2 separate regions of the Zea mays genome follow, and region 1 is linked to region 2. The links are chromatin contacts, called in public Hi-C maps. All regions are on one chromosome and are shown on one strand. The core of a region is the stretch at or near the end of the contact, and the rest is flanking DNA. Distances in the headings are between cores, read along the strand shown. Region 1 holds the start of LOC103643927 (transcription factor MYB54). Region 2 holds the start of LOC100191549.

Evidence for each region. A called contact is a pair of places that touch in the nucleus more often than the background predicts.
Region 1: a Hi-C map of leaf shows a contact between it and region 2, with 6 times the contacts expected there. The contact joins the promoter of LOC103643927 here to the promoter of LOC100191549 in region 2. A contact is called at or near these places in 5 of 25 Hi-C or Micro-C datasets (ear, endosperm, leaf and 1 more).

What each region holds. Positions count from the first base shown.
Region 1 is chr1:276,166,403-276,171,709 of Zm-B73-REFERENCE-NAM-5.0, forward strand. It overlaps LOC103643927 (transcription factor MYB54), which reads left to right and starts at 3,140. Exons shown (of 3, transcript XM_008667097.4): 1 at 3,140-3,719; 2 at 4,288-4,740; 3 at 4,852-5,282. The coding sequence starts at 3,605. The coding sequence ends at 5,030.
Region 2 is chr1:276,004,990-276,010,700 of Zm-B73-REFERENCE-NAM-5.0, forward strand. It overlaps LOC100191549, which reads left to right and starts at 1,639. Exons shown (of 7, transcript NM_001136979.3): 1 at 1,639-1,848; 2 at 1,962-2,166. The coding sequence starts at 1,763.

The sequences.
Region 1 (5,307 bases), core at 1,890-4,389, 160 kb after region 2:
TTTTTTCAATCGGCCGGCCGGTAAGCCTCTTTGCTGAGCTCACGTTCAAATAATCCAAGCCCCGGCCGGTCCGGGCTGACTAGGTACACATGCATGCCATCTTGTTCGCGAAGATTCGGCAGTCACGTCACGTCGCGTCTCGCGTTGCGGTACACGTCGCCTTTTTTAATTACATGCACCGTTACTTCTTCCGTCCGTGCCTCCGTGACAACCGATGAGTCGGGGTGGGAAAAAAATAGCACTGCACGGCACGTCCAGAAGATTTCCACACGCGAGAAAGAAGAGGGCCTGGATGATGTGCGCATATGCAAGCATACATGCCCGTTGTCTTTGTCTCCATCGGTCAAGGCTGCACAGCACTGCACACGTGAGAAGCAAGAATGTGTGCCAGGTATGTCAAAAATAACCCTGGCGTCTGATCGGTCCGAAGTTTATGCGTACGGCGAGAGAAAAATATATATATATCCTGCGACACACACAAAGACTCCCCTGAAAGTGTTCCTGCAAAAGGTGTACGGCCTTGAAGATTCAAATGCAGTCTAGAAACACAATTTTTTTCGGGTATAAAAAAGAGACTAATGTACGTGTATCTCATTATTAGGTAAAACATGATTCTGAGCTAGACCACTGGTCGTAGTTTATGTTGCTAGTTCCCTAAGGTTTAAGCTTAATTAGGTGCTTATTGCTTCATGTCCAAGAACTTTTATCTGCCATCATGTATACGGAACAGAGAGTTAGGCCAGCGGTCGAGGCAGGCATTCAGCTCAGCTGCACTGCACCCCCGAAACGATCTTGTGGCGCATGTAACCTGCAACGGAAGCAGGCAACAGGCAGAAGCTCCCGGGAAGGAAACGAGAGCAATATTGAAATAAATTAACTTCTGACGGTATGCGCTCGCCGGTCACCAGAATGTCTCCTCTATATATAGTTGGCATGGCCCCATCAGATGATTTTTTTTTAAAAAAAAAGTGATGTATGGTTAGGTTCTCTACCGTATCTATGGAGAAGCGGACAGGAACCAAATCGTCACCACACTACTACAATTTGGCCATCTCAAAGTGCAGAGAGATGCAGCTAGCCATCAACAAGCTAGCTAGCACTAGATCTTGTTTCATTCTCTAACGATTTTTTTCAGGGAAAAAATATATATGAAAAGGTTCTCTATATGGTTTGGTTAGTTAGTACTTCCTAGGGTCTTAATTACAAGTTTACAAGGACACACGCACGGATATCAAAATTTAAACTTTGTATTTTTTTTATCAATAGTTTTTTCTAATAATTTTAAACTATACATTATAGTATAAACGACTCGGTATGGTTAGATTCTTAATCGAATTAGTATAAGTTTACAATGAGTAATCATAAAATAAGTACATGGCCATAATATCAATATCCAAGTGTAGCTTGGGTACACAGTACCAAATTTATTTGCCTTCCAAACTAGCTCGGAGGAAGTACTGCACGGAAACATGTTTGTAGTTTTCCACCAATAATAGCATTATTGTTGTCAGTTCTAAATGTATCACATGGTACTTGCTGCCCTTTGCATTAACCTGTTTGTACATTAATTGTTCAAGCTGCCGTTTCATAATTGTACAGATCTCTGCATGCTTCATATAAAACCACAAAAGTCTTAGCCTATTATTAATACAGAGGAACACTATCCACAAATTAATCTACAGATCCGCTTGCATCTCTAGTTACGGTACAAGCAACCCGAGGGTCGGGTGTATAGTTTGAGCCCAGTTGTTGACTGTAGAGCAGGCCAATATTAGAGAAGCGTGTAGATTGGGCGCGCGCGGGTAGGTCTGAGGCGCCCAACAGCACTAGAAAACCCACAACGACTAGCTAGTTGGATGATGATCTGATTACTACGGCTACATGCAGAATCTTGTCCCTTTTATCTTCTTTTTTTAAAATATGTTATGTACTTATATAATTAAGGTTACATTGATACGGATGTATATATTATGCTGGAGTAGTAGTCGAACAAATTAAGAGAAACAATACCAAGTTCACCATGCATTCTACAGAGATTACAGATGACTTATTTTAACATAACATTGTTGATTGTTAACGCAGAATATATTTTAAGGGGATGTTATGTTACTATAATTAGGTGCCCAGCACACACTATAAGATCGGGGAGGCCGGGAGAGTGATGGGTTGGTTTCAAGTAGACGTTGTAGGTTTGAAACATCAGAGGGATGTTGAGACCTGAGCAACAGAATTCCCCCCACCAATAAGCAACCCTGCTGCCCCCCCCCCCCCCCCCCCACCCCAACGCATCTCTTTCATTCCCGTTTCTCCTCCTCCCAAAACTCCCCATGACATTAATTAGGTGCGCCACCAGGTGAAGGATTCATCAGCACTACACAAGGATAATCAAGCAGGCTTATGATCGGGAAAACAACAAGTGATCTCTCTGAAAGGTACGTACATGCTAATATTCCTCATTAACAATGAGGTACAAATACTAAATGGTGGTCTATGTCTATCAAAAGAAACCACCTTGTTAATTAGACCATTATTTTTTTTGAATAAACATCGATCTTATTATTACAGACACGCATACACTTACACCTATATACACCATGTATGTATATGTAAATATGTTTACGTAGGGAACTAACGGTACTGTCATATAGGGAAGAAATAAATTTACTGCAGTGCCGATTTATATTCTAAAGGGCCGAGAAATGAACCAGAAACTTTACTAGTATATATGAAATAAGAAATTGCCTCGACATAGCAGTTGCATATACTTGCATGCATGCATGTATATGAAAATATATTCAAATATTTCTTTTATAGCTCTCCACCAGTGATAATAATAATAATAATAATAATAATAATAATAATAATAATAATAATAATAATAATAATAAAACCATTTCCCTTGGAACTAATAATGCCGTCATGTGTGTTGCTGCTTAGCACTACAGCACATGCAGATTATGCTTCGCTGGCGGGGCCCTGCATATGTGGTCTCCCTCTAGTTATGTGTGTTGTTTGTTGAACGAGTGTAACCGGCGAGGTAGTTAGTCGATCTTGTGGACCTATAGCATGTAACTGACGTTTTCTATTCGATCCCTTCTTAACGCACAAAACCACCCGTTAATTAGCCCACACGTAGCATCAAACGAACTCTGGTGTAACCATCTCCTAACTCGCTACCTTCTCACTCACTAACGATCAACCACGCAACGAGAGCACTTTCCCTTCTTCCCTTCTCCTTATATACCCCCGGCCCTTATCCCTCTCCTGTGCTGGCCTCTGACCTCTCTCTACATCCTTTTGTTTGTTGCCCTCCTCCCCATATCATCCTCCCTTGTTCGTCATCGTCTCTCCCTCAGCTCCCTCCAGCCGCCGATTAATCGATCGATCACCTATTCACCTAGCTAGCCGGCCAGTTGCTGGTTCTCTTCTTCGCATGCTGCCGATTAATTTATTCCACGCTCGATTGCGGTGGCGGCTTTAGTTAATAGTTATAGGGAGCTTCAAGATAGCAAGCAAGAAACGGTGCAGGATTATTGGAGGAATAGAGCTTCAATTCAGATAGCAGCTGCAGGCTGCTGTTGATTCGGCGATCGGTCGATCGAGGATGTGCACGAGGGGCCACTGGAGGCCGTCGGAGGACGAGAAGCTGAAAGAGCTCGTTGCGCTGTACGGGCCGCACAACTGGAACGCCATCGCCGAGAAGCTTCAAGGGAGATCAGGTACGGGTGCTGTGTGCTGATGCTACTATGTCTGTATGATTATCAAAACTAAAAATCGTATATTATTAAGCATGTATATACATGTCTGAGTTTTTTTTTCGGGTTGGATTTGGTGAGCTATATATATCCACCAAGAGCTAATTTCCTTCCTTCTCGTTGATCCACCAATATTGCTCGCGTTGGGGTTTGACTTTGCAATTGGGGCATGCATGCATATGGGTTTAGTTAGTTAAAGGAAGTTTAGATCTGTTAGGGTGTCATATCAGAGAGAGGTGCCATTTTTTAGCTCCACTATATACTCTCGCCTTGATGTGCATGTCATATCCGTGTCACTTGTAGAGCAATTTTGTCTAGAAATATACCCTCTCTATCTACCGAGTTCAGCTTTTCTTGCTTTCTAATTTACCTGAGTACGTGGCCGTGTTCCTTCTCGCACGAGCTACTGGCCATGGAGTAGCTAAGCTAGCTAGCTTGCGCATGCACGCCCCAAGAGAGAACAGCTAGCTAGCTAGCGTGATTGAGGAGCTGTATAATAACCTAATTAAAATGAAAAATTGAATCTTTTCAGGGAAAAGCTGCAGGCTGCGGTGGTTCAACCAGCTGGACCCGAGGATCAACCGGAGCCCCTTCTCGGAGGAGGAGGAGGAGCTGCTCCTCGCCTCCCACCGCGTCCACGGCAACCGCTGGGCCGTCATCGCCAGGCTGTTCCCGGGGCGCACCGACAACGCCGTCAAGAACCACTGGCATGTGATCATGGCGCGGCGGTGCAGGGAGCGGATGCGGCTGTCGAACAGGCGTGCCGGCGGCGCTGCTGCTGCTGGTGCTGGTGCCGTCGTCGTCGCCACCGGTGCTGCTGCCGAAGATGGCAGTAACCCTAGGAGCGCCAATAAGAAGCCGAGGCCTGACGCGAGCGGCATGGCCTCCTTGCTAGACAAGTACCGAAGAGAATTTTCCGCCGTCCCGTTTGCCATTAACCATGATAGCAATCAGCAGCAGGGCTATTGTTCAAATACTAACGAAGGTGAATACTGCTACTACTACGTACTGCATGTATGCTAGCTACTACCATATATACAAGACACATTTTTCATCAACTTTACTAATTACATGCCATTTCGAATCTGATCTGCAGACGCAAACAAATCAGTCGAATTCTACGATTTCCTCCAAGTGAACGCGAACTCGAGCGACACCAAGTGTGGTTCGAGCATTGAGGAGCAAGAGGCGGAGAGCCGGGATGACGATCAAGCCGAAGGGCAGGTGCAGTTCATAGATTTCCTGGAGGTTGGGGCTTCCCATCGCCGCCGGTGATTTTTATCTATATATTTAACTAGGGATGCATCCAAAGCAGGTTGTAATGCTTTGTGAAAGAGGCAGGCATGCTGCAAATAGCAATCGTCGTCTAACACCAAACGTACTTGTAGAGGAAGCAAAATGCACCGTGCATATGACATATTGTAATTTATTGTTGTATACATATATCTGTCCATATATATCCACCGTTGGGGGGACATGTGCAAAATTATTCTGAGATGTATAAACGAGGAATTTATTATTATCTCATCCATATTTGTAGGTTATATATATA
Region 2 (5,711 bases), core at 389-2,888:
AGAACAGGTACCACAGGATGAGGCGCGTGGAGGATGCTGTGATGAGTTCGTGAGTGGTCTAGGCCGTCGTCTCCCAGTCAACTTTGGGTTGCTGGATCGTTTCCTCATATGATGTAATTATTTAATTATTTTTGTACAGAACTCCTGTTATATAGTAACGATGTGACATTCGATCCTGTGCCACTATGCATCATATGTGTGAGACTTGGTCCCAGCACACCTGGTGTTTAGGTTCGCGCCCGGGTTTTTGACCCCTAAAATCCGGGTGTGACAATGCACCCCCTCCCACCCGTGCCATCACGCACCCCACAACGCGCTCTCTCTCATTCTCTTTCTCTTGCTTTGTTCTCTACCGTTGATCCAGATAGAGGGGGCAAGGCGGCGAGGGGTGGGGGTTGCTCTCCATCGGAGATGCGTGAGGACGATAACACAACGAGCACCACCCCCTAGCGGGTGGGTGGGGAAGGGGGATGGGCAATGGCTCTCCATAGCCATGTGGAAGCTTATGTGATGGTGGTGTTGGTGCTGCATGGGAGTTCTACGGCCCAAGACAAGCTTGCGCTAGCTTTGCAACTGGGTCGGGAGTGGCGATGCCACGAGAGCTCTACGGCCCGCCCGCGACAACGGCACTTGGGTGACCAAGTGGGAACATACGAGCTAGGTGGCCTATTAGGCTACTTATGGTGCAACAGCTGGTACGACCCTGCCTACTGCGCTCTTCGATCGTTCGTCTTCAAACAGGATGGATAGTCAGAGGCTATAGATCTGCAGTAGAGCAGTCTAGCTTGATGTGAGAATAGGGACGGACGGGGAGGCGGTGGAGATGACGTCACCATTACGAAACGATCACGATCATGGTCGATAATCGAGAGGGTGAAGGAGATACGAACGCATGGGATGATGTGGGAGCGGGGCAGAAATGATGTTGAAATCTTCAACGCAAGAAAGTGTTTCTTCGATGTTGACTGTTGAGAATGGCGCGACGACGACGACACGACGAGCACCTCCAACAGAAGGAGGTGTGAGGGGCGCTGGCTCTCTGTATGAGGATGACCACAAGACAATCATTTTCTAGTGGACATCTTATTAGTATAATCAGACTTTTAGTTTATTATAGATGGCATGACAATGTCATAAAACCTTAAGCTATATTAGGCTAATCATAATGGAGGTTTCATGAGGTGTTTCATGTATTAATTAGTCTGCCACATCAGCTATTTTGATGACATGTCACATCATTTAAGAAGGAAGAGTTTCATGGAGTTTTGTGGGGATGAAACCATGTTAACTAGTTCCCAATGTCTTGGAAAACTGTGTGAAATCTTCACAGAGAGTGTTTTGTTTTATCTTCGTATAATTGAGTAAATTCTTTTAGTTATTTATATGCAGCATTTAAGAAGTACGTTGACATATGAAATAGTGAGATGAAATTCTACATTAAGAGAAGATGTTTCATTCATCTATAAAGCTGATGTGACATTTTTAGAAATAGGGACATGAAATCCTCACTGTGATTAGTCTTATTAGCTTGCTCGCGTTCTTAATTACTAGACCAACGCATTCTGCTATTTTGTAGCCATTGCTATCTCCAGTGTCACCACGCGTTCTTATTAATGCGAGCACGCAAAGCCAGCAACTGGACCGCGTCGGGCATCGGTTCCTGCTCTGTGCTATACTGCTATCCCCTCCCCCAAGCCGCCACCACCACCAGCAGCGGAACCCCCCGCCCTCGTTCCTCCCCCGCCGGCGAGAGATCGACGAGATGGTGCTGTCACACGGCGTCGGTGGCTCCGATGAGTCCGTCCACTCGACGTTCGCGTCCCGCTACGTCCGCACCTCCCTTCCTAGGCACGTCCTTCCTCCCTGCCTTCCCTCCGCGCTGTCTCGCTCGAGCCGAGAGCATTATTTACGCGCCGCGGTTTTCTTCGTTGGGCTACCCGCCGCTGACCGCCCGCCCGCAGGTACCGGATGCCGGAGCAGTCGATCCCCAAGGAGGCGGCGTACCAGATCATCAACGACGAGCTGATGCTGGACGGGAACCCGCGGCTGAACCTGGCGTCCTTCGTCACCACGTGGATGGAGCCCGAGTGCGACAAGCTCATCCAGGCCTCCGTCAACAAGAACTACGTCGACATGGACGAGTACCCCGTCACCACCGAGCTGCAGGTACGCTCGCTGCGCCGCTCCTGCTTGTTGCTCCGTCGATCGCTCATTGATCGAGCCGCAGATATGTATGGCTAGTTCCGGGTCATGATGATAGCGTGGTTCCTGTCCTCATCCCGAACGCGCAAACCAGATCCTTCCTTTCCCCACTTTCCCTTTTGCTCGCCCCCTCGTTTTTGATGGGTTCATTGCGGTTGAACAATAGTTAAACAGGGCTCCTGGTTTTTCATTGGCCCACTTGGCCTCTGATCTGGCCTTGGAGCTTGGATCTCTTATCTAAGTAGTTTATTTATATTATGGATGGCATGGCAACCTGGATCCAGAGAACCAGTAGGTACTGAAAAAACAATCCAAAATGATCGAGTATCCACTGCCCAGGCCACCCATCAAATGCTCGTTACTGCAATACTGCCTTCGTGCCTCTGCCTCCCAATGTGGCATGGGGCAATGGGCCAAGTTCTTCCTCCTTTTGCTTTTCAAGCCCCTTTTGAAATTTTCTGTCTCTACAATTTCTTATAGAAAAGTGAATCGATTTCTGTGATTTTTTTATAAAAAATTTCCGGTTACAGAAAGATAGTGACGGAGATACGAACCAAACAGTTCCCCTCCCCTGGCACAGCGACACCCTGGATGAGTGATGTGTGATGTGTGATGCGTCGGTGCTCTGCTACCTGCCTTTGAAGCTTCGCAAGAATCGCAACAGCAAGCGTAGCGGGGACAACAAGCCGGTCCCCGTGGTCCCGGGGAAGGGGAAGGGGAAGGGGAAGGGAACCTGCACAGTGGATTTTGACTATCTGTTTTTTATGAGAAGTTTCAAAAAAAAACCAGAAATGTTTGACATGTTCAAAGTACATAATAACAGACCTAATTAAGTGCACATTTCTCGCTTGTTTAATCGAATATTAAGAGCATCTCCAACAACGTGACCTATAAAAATGCCTTATAATTTAAAAATAAGTAAATTTTATAGAATTTAGGGCACCAACAAAACACCCTGCTCCAACAGTAAAGCCTCAAATCTAGATTATAGGGCAGCCCACTATGGTGTAATATATTTGAGGCACTTGAGAGGGTGCCCTATAATTTTTTAACAAAATTTGTTGAATTGAGGCACTGTTGGAGTGGTTTTTCTTGTGTAGAGCCCTATATTTCGATTTGAGGCATTAGTTTGAGGCATTGTTGGAGATGCTCTAAGAAGAAAAAAAATGACGCTGGTCAAAGTCTGAACGGTGAAACCCGTGCATACCTGTCCATTGTTGCCGACTGTGGCGTGGCGCGAGGTGGTGGTCGGAATCGGAAGCTGCTTGTTTTCTTCCGCGGTGGGGCGTCCAAGCCAATCGCTGCCTGCCTCCATGGTCCTGCACTTCTGCTGTCTTGGCTAGGGCTGGATATCGAGCCAGCTCGGCTCGGCTCGTTCGAGCTCGAGCTGGCTCGTTAAGCTAACGAGCTGGCTCGACTCGGCTCGTTAAGGTAGCGAGCCACAGAGTTAGCTCGGCTCGACTCGTTTACGAGCTCGAGCTGGCTCGTTTAGCTTGCGAGCCAGAGCAGAAAAAATAATATGTGTATAATAATCAATTTCTAGTTAATTTCAAACTAATTTAAAACAGAAAATAATAATTATACTCATAGTTTCACAGACCATATCAATATAACACCAAATTAACACAACTCATCACTCATTAATTCACTATTCACACATATTCAGCAGTTTAACCCACACTTATATTCGTATAGACCAATTTCATACATAAACATAATTCATCAATCATTAGTTTAACTTATAGGTTATAGACACCACACATACATATAACATATTCATCAATTGATACGTAAATGATATGTATATAGTTTTGTTTTGCTGAAATGTGATAGCTCGTTTAGCTCACGAGCTGGCTCGTTAACAAACCGAGCTGGCTCGTTAACGAACCGAGCTAGGATGTCAGCTCAGCTCGCGAAAAAATTCAAATGAGCTGATCCGAGCCGAGCCGAGCTGGCCACGAACCGAGCGAGCCGACGAGCCGCGAGCATTTTGTCCAGCCCTAGTCTTGGCACAGCAACGAGCAAGCGTAAACGCTGCGACCGCGATTTACGAACAAAGTCCGGGGCCCACCGCACCCAACGTATATCTCCACGGGACCGGCCCACCGGACATTGACGCGATGCGACGGAAATAGAATAGAAACCGTTTGCCCGTCTCAATCAGGACAGTTCAGGACAACAAGTAGCGAAATACTAGTAATGTATTTATGTATCCGGAGGAACATGCCTATTTCTGTGGATTGGGACAAAAAAATCGCATGTGACTGATTCGCGTCGCGCGGTCTCAACCACGGGGAGAAGACAAAAATATCAGGCTCGAGCTCGATGTAGTGTCTGTAAAGTGTCACGTGGCGCGACGTGCGAGTTGGCGAGTGCTTGTTTCTTTGGCGCGGGATTTTAGATCATGGTATCCCATATTATCGGATTCTAAAGAAAATTCCTTGGTTACAAATACTTTAAAATCTAGTTTGGTTAGGTGGATTGTGGAACTAATATTTTTGTATGTCGGAGCTTCTTAGAATCCGGCCGGATGCAAACGGTCTGCTCCTATCTTTTTTTTTGTGTGTGCGCCTGTCTGAAACCATGAGAAAGGAACGCGTGCCACTGCGTCGGCAGGGTTAACCAAACCGTTTCGATATAAAATCCCGCCCTCCATCGAAAACGGTTTACCGACGATTTCTCGTCAGAAACCGGATCCAGATTTTCCGACTAGTTTTAATTTTCAAATTTTAAAACCAATTTTATTTTCCCAGCCGAAAAACCAATTTTCCCAGCCGGTCATCGGTGTTTCTCGTTAGATTTCGTTTTTTTGAAAGAATTAAATTTAAATTTGCAAACTAGTCAGAAAATTCAAAAACCATAGAGAAACCCTTGTTTTTCCGGTGAAATTCGTTGTTTTTTTACCGAAACATGATGGTTATTGTTTTATAAAATTAAATTAAATTAGGGATATATCAGATAACCCAGAAAAATATAGTTTTTAACCATATTTTTTATGAATTTCTTTTAAAAAATGAACGGATTTTAAAAAGTCCGGCCAGACAGGTTTTCCGGTTTTCGACTGGTTTTGAAATCCGTGGTCACCAGCGCCTGCCCGCTGCTGCCAATTGGCCGGTCGCCGTCGAAAACTACTCCAGTAATGCCACGGCAGCCGGTGTTTTCACATCATGGTGTCCTCAAAAGTGATGCCTACTGATCAAAATAGAGAGCAGTTTTACAGAACTAATGAAAGACGTTCTACTACTGCTCTACTAGCAAGTAACCATTGATAAACGTCAAGATTAGAGATCGGATGAGTCTAGGCTGTCGACCTGTCGTTTTAGAGTTCTAGTTTGCCTTGTTCTTTGCCGGTCAATATGGCGACGTCCAGCAAGCTCGATCGGTCATAGAGTGACGATGCCAATAGATATAAAAACGAGATCCAACGTAAGAGGAGACGAGTGTTTTTTTTATTTTAAAATGCCAATAGAGATTGGCCACCCACACCCGAACCCATACTCGTATTGTGA